Linked DNA regions of Canis lupus: region 1 is linked to region 2. Evidence: chromatin contacts called from public Hi-C data. All regions are on one chromosome and are shown on one strand. The core of a region is the stretch at or near the end of the contact, and the rest is flanking DNA. Distances in the headings are between cores, read along the strand shown.

Region 1 (4,121 bases), core at 305-2,804, 260 kb after region 2:
TTACATATCATCCCTGGCTGCTTCTGCACCACAACAGCAGAGCTAAATACTCATGACAGGGACCTTATGGCCCACACAGCCTAAAATATTTGCTATCTGGCCCTTACAGAAAGCATATGCCAACTGTGAGAATATCACAGAAGTTATACTTCACATGCTCATTGCTCAAATATTTTTGGTCACCAGTTCATTTTTAGCACATGGTAGTAGGATGGGTCCCAGGTAGGCAGCTAAGAGGTCAATCCCAGGAGGAATAGGGAGGTTCTGATAAAGAATAGGGCGCTGGGCCAGGAATGAGTCTGGCTTGTGGAACTGTTCCTAATATTAAACTTCCACCATCTTCTTGAGTTAACTCAAGAGATGGTTGTTTTTCTACTTGTCTGGGGGGAGTTGGGGCTCCCCACTTGACCCATAGATCCCATAGACCTTGTAGTTTAAGATGTGCAGAGGCTCCTACCAATCAGCCTCACGTTGACAGAGAGGTTTCCCTAGGCCTCTAGGGGAGGAGGGCTGGTGCATCACGGCTCCTGTGATTCATGGCTGCCTCTTCTACCTGCTCAGGTTCGAGACCCTGGAGCCTGAGATGAACGCCCTCGCAGCACGGATTACTGCTGTAAATGACATTGCAGAGCAGTTGCTGAAAGCCAGCCCCCCGGGCAAGGACAGCATTGTCAATACCCAGAAGCAGCTCAACCACAGGTGGGGCTGGGGAGGGTAACCTAGAAAGGATGCAGGGATGGCAGCCAGAAGGAAGTTCTCCAGGGCATGGTATGGAGACTAAAAACAGGGAAAGCAGGCTGTCTGGAATACGTTGTGGGGGCAAAGGTGGGAAATGAGGAAAGAAACAAAAGGGGGTAGTCCAAAAAGGCTTGTACCTAGACAGGGAGTAATCAAGGAGTCAAGGGAGAATGAGCAGGGAGCAGCCTCTTTAACAGCAGAAGCAGGTGTTCTTCTCTGGTATACCAGAGAAGGGGGAGGCAGGGAAGAAGCCTCCATACATACCTGGACAGCGCAGGGAAACTGAGCAGCTCCGGACACCAGACCCTCCCTCCACTCTCAGGTGGCAGCAGTTTCGGACCCTGGCAGACGGCAAGAAGGCAGCCCTGATGTCAGCCCTGAGCATCCAGAACTACCACTTAGAGTGCACAGAGACCCAGGCCTGGATGAGAGAGAAGACCAAGGTCATCGAGTCCACCCAGGGCCTGGGCAACGACCTAGCTGGGGTGCTGGCACTGCAGCGGAAGCTGGCCGGCACCGAGAGGGACCTGGAGGCCATCGCCGCCCGGGTGGGCGAGCTGACTCGAGAGGCAAATGCCCTGGCCACTGGCCACCCTGCCCAAGCCTCTGCCATCAATGCCCGGCTTGGAGAGGTACAAGCTGGCTGGGAAGACCTACGGGCCACCATGCGACGCCGAGAAGAGTCACTGGGTGAGGCGCGGCGGCTGCAGGACTTCCTGCGCAGCTTAGATGACTTCCAGGCATGGCTCGGTCGCACGCAGACCTCTGTGGCCTCTGAAGAAGGGCCAGCCACCCTGCCTGAGGCAGAGGCCCTCCTGGCCCAACATGCAGCCCTGCGGGGAGAGGTGGAGCGGGCCCGGGGCGAGTACAGCCGGCTGCGGGCCCTGGGTGAGGAGGTGACCCGGGACCAGGCTGATCCGCAGTGCCTCTTCCTAAGGCAGCGACTCGAAGCCCTGGGAACCGGCTGGGAGGAGCTGGGCCGCATGTGGGAGAGCCGGCAAGGCCGGCTGGCCCAGGCCCACGGCTTCCAAGGCTTCCTGCGGGATGCTCGCCAGGCCGAGGGCGTGCTCAGCAGCCAGGTGAGAGCCCAGGGACACGCAGTCCCACCCAGGAAGAAGAGGGAACCAGGGACAGGGAAGTGTGGAGGACAGAAGTGGATGGGGAGGAAATGGCAGCGGGCAATTGAGGAACCAAGATGGACTGGTGGACTGGGAGAACATATTAGAAAAATAAGGGAGTAAAAAAAAAAAAAAGATAAAGGTGCCTGGCTCAGTCAGTAGAACATGTGACTCTTGATCTCAGGGTCATGAATTTAAGGTCCATGTTGAGTGTAGAGCTTACTTAAAAAAAGAAATGGATTTAACAGAATGTTTTTTTATTTTTATTTTTTAAAGATTTTATTTATTCACAAGAGACAGAGAGAGAGAGAGAGAGAGAGGCAGAGACACAGGCAGAGGGAGAAGCAGGCTCCATGCAGGGAGCCCGATGTAGGACTCAATCCCAGGACTCTGGGACTCCGGGATCACGCCCTGGGCTGAAGGCAGGCACTAAACCACTGAGCCACCCAGGGATCCCCCTCGCCCTTTTTTTTTTTAACAGAATGTTTTTTAAAGAGGTGTAAATATAACTGACTTGAGAAGAAATAGAAAACCTGACCTGTCATATAACTGTTAAATCAAATCAGTGGCCAGGAAGAAGAGGGAACAGGGTTTGGGCTGTTAAGGTCCTCTTGCCCAGCTCTCTTGTTACTTCGTGAGCCTATAGATAATCAAGCACCCCCCCCACCCTATTCCCACCCCCCACATGTTGTCTTCAGAGCCAGACTGTCCACTCTCCCATCCTCAGCTGGCCTTCATGTCCAATATGGTAGATCCCTTCTGAAAGGTAGACAAGTGCTCTCCTCCCACACAGGAATATGTTTTGTCCCACACGGAGATGCCGGGGACACTCCAAGCTGCTGATGCCGCCATAAAAAAACTGGAAGATTTCATGAGCACCATGGATGCCAATGGAGAGCGGATCCGCGGCCTGCTGGAGGCTGGACGCCAGCTGGTGTCTGAGGGCAACATCCATGCCGAGAAGATCCAGGAGAAGGCCGACTCCATTGAGAGGAGGTATGATAAACACAGCGGGTAGAGGAGAGCTCCGACAGGGAAGTGAATGAGAACAGTGTGGCCTGTTTTACTGATGAAGCAGCTGGATAGTGCAGCATGGGCAGATGGATGGCGATGGGGACTGACAAAAAGTAGAGGTGGAAAAACTTAGTGGTCAGAATGGGACTAAGCCATGAGCTGGGGAGCTGAGCCTCCCCACGCCAGGGGAGATGAAGTCCACTGGCATAGTTGATTGCTGGATACCAGAATTCCTGTGTGGCTTTCTCGATTAGTTAGAGGGTAATAACCCTTTGACAGCAGGTTCGCGGGTCTCACAAGGGACTGTCATTACAGACACAAGAAGAATCAAGAAGCAGTGCAGCAGCTTTTGGGCCGTCTTCGGGACAACCGCGAGCAGCAACATTTCCTACAAGACTGTCACGAGGTGAGGCTCTTGGTTCCTCCATGTCCCCTCCGACATTCCCTAGCCATCCCCTTACTAACATGCCCCAGCTTTCTGAGCATAGAATAAGTCTGTTGTAGTATTACTTAAGTGGACCCTTGCATGGCTTCTCCCCACATCCACCATTCCCCTCGCTCCCTTCACCCCCTTATGCTTCACTGCATATGCAGTGCTCTCTGCCCTTCTCATCCTTGCTCTATGCTTGACTCAGCTGAAGCTCTGGATTGATGAGAAGATGCTGACAGCCCAGGATGTGTCCTACGATGAAGCCCGCAACCTGCACACGAAGTGGCAGAAGCACCAGGCGTTCATGGCTGAGCTGGCCGCCAACAAAGACTGGTTGGATAAGGTAGATAAGGTGAGTGATGTGAAATTAGCAGCAAGAGAGCCCTAGGGGCTCCCCTGGACAGGATCCTGGCCACAGTGCAGGGGAGGACCCTGGCTTCAGGCTCTGGTTCTTTTGGGGCTAGAGGTCATGGGGTCTTTAGTGCCAAACCTCCAAGATGGAAACTTATGGTCTGGGAACAAAAGTCTTAGGACTATGAGACAGTAACTACAGAACCTTGAGCAAGTACAAATTAATAGGGTGCCAGACTGCTGCTTTGGGCCAACACCATCATTATCCCTGTGTCCAGAGCAGAAGGACACTTTTCAGCAGGCATCAGCAAACTTCTGCAAAGGGCCAGATGGTAAATATTTTCAGCTTTACGGGCCATACAGTTTCTGCTATGACTGTTCAATTCTGCCATTGTAGTGCAAAAGCAGCCATAGAGAATACATAATGATTGAGTGTAGCTGCATTCCAATAAAACTTTATTTATAAAAAC
Region 2 (4,343 bases), core at 673-3,172:
CATCAGCTCAGCAATTTTTATTCCTGTGTTCAGCCCCAAGGTTGGGGCTGAACTGGGTGGGGGTGGGGCTGGAGGTGCCAAAAACAAGAATTCTTTCCTTGCTCTGGGTTTCAGTTTCCACCTCTGTCACACAGGGAGGGAAAGCTTCCCTTGCTTACTTCATTGGGACACTGAGGATACAAGTGAGCATATCCAGGTCTGGGCCTTTCAGCTACAGGGCTCCAGTACCGATGACTGCCCTGACTGTCCTTGCCCTTGGGGAGCTCACTGTCAGGGAGGGAGACCCAAGCCTTGCCTACCACTAGCTGCTGGCAGGCAGGGGATGGCAGGGGTAGGGGTGTGGGCAGGCAAAGAGCCTCTCAGCCATAGGTCTGGCTTCACTGAGCTCTGTCCTGGAAGTTCAAGACTGGTCTTGTGTGGGGTCAGGGGTATCGACACCCTTATTTCTAGGCAGGCTTCTAAGGCCTTCATACATGTCACTGTCCAGGGGTGCCTCCATGCCCACAGGGCAGAATCCACCAAGAAACAGCTGAGCCCCTTTCTTCTTGCCCTTCTGAGGTCTTTGTTGAGAGCCAGTCTTGGAGTGCAGGGCCAGGGCCAAGGGGTGAGCTGGTGGCAGAGGCCTTGGTGCACCGTGTAAGGAAGGCAGGAGCAGTCCACGGCAGAAGGGTCCAGAGGGCCAGGAAGAGGTAGGTCAATAGACATGGCCATCTGACCTGGGTGCAGCAAGGGCCAATACCACTTTCAATATCCTTAGCTGCTGGTGCCCAGAGAGGGCTGTGGGGAGGCTGGCTGGCTCAAGGTCACACTAGGGAAGCTGGAGACAAAGCTCTTCCACCTTCTCCTTACCTGTTGGAAGACAGAGGAGGGGGAGAATCAGGGTCCCTGTCTCACAGCTGCTTGGTAGGCTTCAGGTATTTTCCACCTATAGCCACCAGGTGGTGCTAGACCCCAGAGACAAGAGCTCTGCTCACTGGGAAATTTTTCTCCTAGAAGAAGGAGGCAAAAAAAAAAAAAAAAAAAAAAATAGAAGAAGGAGGCAGGGCCAGGAGCCAGCTGCTCCCACCAAGGGGGTCAGGATGCCCCCTTTGCTGGGTCAGAGGAACACAAGAGGCAACCCTGGGGAAGTTTTATTGGCTGATCTCCTTGCCTCTAGCAAAATCCACCCATCCAACATATTGCCCGATTAATCATTTTAAAACAGCTCTGACCACATCACTAGCTTGCTGTAAAACCTTCCAGGACTCCCCAGTGCCTGTGGGATAAATTCCAAATGCATTTAGGGCTCTCTGAAATATGATGCCTGGACACCTCTCTTTCCAGCCTCACCTCCAGACAGCTCTGTTGTCTTCTTGGTTCTTGGCCTTATATGTTTCTACTTCTGAGCCTTTGCTACCTTGGATCCCTTTCTATGGAATCCCCACCCTCCCCCTGTAGTGCTCCTCCATCCAACAACCCTCAGCCAAACCTGTTGATACTGCTTCAGCCACCGCCGGCTGTCTCCTTGCTGGGCTTGGATCAGCTGCTCTGTGTCCTCCAGGCCCCCTGGCAGCCCCTCCTGACCGGGTGTGTCCAGCCTTTCTGGTCCTCTGTTTGAGGGCCTGGACTTCTCTTGCCCCTGTCTGAGGCTCAGCACCCGGCGCAGTCGGCTCTCTAGAGGCTTCCCCCAGGGCTCCTGGAGCTTGCTGTAGGAGGACTGTGGCCGTCGCAAGGACTGGCTGCGTGGCTCTGGCCCCATGGTTCTTGAGGCTGCAAGCACAGGACTGCTACAGCCCTTCGGCAGGCCAGTGGCTTCTGAGATGGCCTGGAGTCTCCACCCACGTGATGGGAACTTACTTGGGGGCAAAGGTTGGTACTGCTGAGGTGGCCATCATAAACCAAAGTGCAGGCCACAGGGTTCAAGCATCTCTGAGTCAGTGTCACCACTGCCTCTCTTTGCCTTCTAGGGCAAGGGGTACAGGGCTCTTCCTCTTGCTCCTCCCCTCCTCCTCCTCCTCCTTCTCCTCCTCTTCTCTGCAGCCTTCTCTGATCTCTCCACCCCTGAAGTGCTTGGCCCCCCCTGAACTCCTGCAGCCCTGGCTGTCCAAATTTATTCTATTGATGCTGAGAACAGATGGCTCAACAGCAAAACAGAGATGTGCCTTTAAGAAACAGGATAGCTCTTTTTTTTTTTTTTTTTCTTTTTTTTGTCCGACATCTTAGCGAGGCTGCCAGGGTGGCCACCAATCTCTGAGCTTCACAATGCCTCCCAAGGATGACAAGAAGAGAGATGCCTGAAAGTCAGCCAAGAAAGACAAAGACCTGGTGAGCAAATCTAGGGGCAAGGCCCAAAAGAAGGGGCCCAAAGGCATGGTTGGGGGCATGCTCAATGTGTGACAGAGTGACATAGGACAAACTGTGAAGTTCTCAACTACAAGCATAGAACCCCAGCTGTTGTCTCTGAGAGAAGATTCAAGGTCCCCTGGCCAGGGAAGCCCCCTCCCCAGGATCTCAGCAAAGGACTTATTAAACTGGCTTCAAAGCACAGACTCAAGTCATTTACACCAGCAACACCAAGGGTGGAAATGCCCCAGCTGCTGGCCAAGTTGCATGAACAGATCCTGCCAACTGTATGTCCTAAAAAAATAAAAAGTTTTATTAAAAATTTTAAATTAAATTTAAAAAGAAAAAAAATTAAAAAAGAAAGAAACAGGACAGCTCCAACATAGAAGAGTCAAAATCACAGAAACAGAAAGTAGCCCCGTGATTGCCAGGGGCAGGGGTGGGGAATGGCCAGTACAATGGCTATAGAGCTTCAGTCCCGCAAGATGATAAAGTCCTGGGGGCACCTGGGTGGCTCAGTGGTCGAGTGTCTGCCTTTGGCTCAGGGCCTGATCCCAGGGTTCTGGGATCAGATTCTGCATCAGGCTCCTCAGAGGGAGCCAGCTTCTCCCTCTGCCTGTGTCTCTGCCTCTCTCTGTGTGTCTCTCATGAATAAATAAAGAATACCTTTAAAAAGAAAAGAAAAGAAAAAAATCCTGGAGACTGTTTGAACAACACTGTGAATATATGTAACCCTACCTAATTATACATAAAATGGCTAAATGGTAAATGTTATGTTTCTAGCTATTTGACTGCAACCGGAAATTATTCATTAGCCTAGATGAATCCCTTCCCCTTCCTGCTCCATCTTGTCAGCTCCAAAATGGGGTGCTGTGAAAACCCAATGAAATCATGAATGTGTAAAAGCCAGACTACCAGCAGCAGCTCTTTCTCCCAAGACAAAAGAAAGAGAGAGGCACTTGGGCTGGACCAACAGGTACCCAGAATCATATAATTTGAGGACTGAAAGGGACCTCACACATCTGGCCATTCTTTTTTAACTACTATTTTATGGGTATTTTTCCTCATTCTGGGGCTAACCCCTGCCCCTGCTGCCCCCCAGCACTGCATTTCAACTCATGATAGTCCTGAGGTGAACATTGTTATTCCCATTTCAAGGATCAAGAAACAGAAGCTGAGAGATGAAGCACCTGACCCGAGAACACATTCAGTAAGAGGCAAACCTGGGACTCGCTCTTCAGTCAGCCTGGCCTTAGATCCCGTGCTTCAACCACTCTACTGCCCTGCTCCGGTATTGGTGGTTGACATAGGACCCAGAGCCAGGAGTCTTCCTTTATTTTTGGGCTGTTGCACAAATCGCCCTGTCTGGAGTCAGGGAAGCGCTGCCTGCAACTATTGGCTCGTCCCAGACCTCTCCCCAGGCCTGGCCTTGCTCTGTTTCCTCTCTCAGGGTTGCTAGGCCTGCCCTGGGCAAAGGGTCTTGTGATACCCTCCGGGCTCATCTCCCAGCCAGAGGAACTAAGGCAGGGCCAGAGCAAAGAAGAGAAAGGAGAAGGAGGGCCTGATCTCCTGCCCCAGTCTGTCCCAAAGTTGGACTGTGACCTGCACACAAGCCTCTTTACTCCCAGCCTGACCACACCTCTAATGTCTGACCCACAGGGCAGCCCTGGTTCTGGCTGAAAGGCAACAAAGCCATTCTATAACCTTCACCACCCTCACCCAGTTTGAGTGGACTCAAACCCCTGCTCTTGCCGAAGCCTGTGCCAGGAACAATTTGCTGACTCAGACTTCTGGGACGTGCTGGAGTGAATCACTCACGCTTTGTCAAGCATAGAGCTGCCCAATACCCTCCTGCCAAGTGTGTAATCCTACCATTTCCCAAATCCATGGAGGGCAAGAAGCAGATGTATGCCCTCCTTCCTTCCCTGGGAAGCTCTTGCCTTTCCAGACACTGCTGTGCTCAGTGATACCTCCTCTGGAAGCCTGCCTCTCCCCCCTGCAAGGGTTAGGGAGGCAGCTCC

What was found. Hi-C and Micro-C count contacts between places; a contact is called where the count stands out from the background.
Region 1: a contact with region 2 is called in a Hi-C map of skin fibroblasts, with 2.3 times the contacts expected there. The contact joins the enhancer-like site here to the promoter of C18H11orf86 in region 2.

Annotation. Positions count from the first base shown.
Region 1 is chr18:51,157,232-51,161,352 of UU_Cfam_GSD_1.0, forward strand. It overlaps SPTBN2 (spectrin beta chain, non-erythrocytic 2), which reads left to right. Exons shown (of 37, transcript XM_038563797.1): 15 at 562-699; 16 at 1,061-1,817; 17 at 2,650-2,852; 18 at 3,186-3,276; 19 at 3,506-3,652. Among named protein-coding and RNA genes, the nearest start is that of RBM4B, 19 kb to the right of the region's middle. Within about 2 kb of position 1,555, at least 3 of the 20 cell types and tissues checked have an H3K27ac peak or open chromatin away from gene starts, as enhancers often do.
Region 2 is chr18:50,898,165-50,902,507 of UU_Cfam_GSD_1.0, forward strand. C18H11orf86 reads right to left here and starts at 1,923. Exons shown (of 2, transcript XM_038562506.1): 1 at 1,469-1,923; 2 at 1-849. The coding sequence starts at 1,738. The coding sequence ends at 754.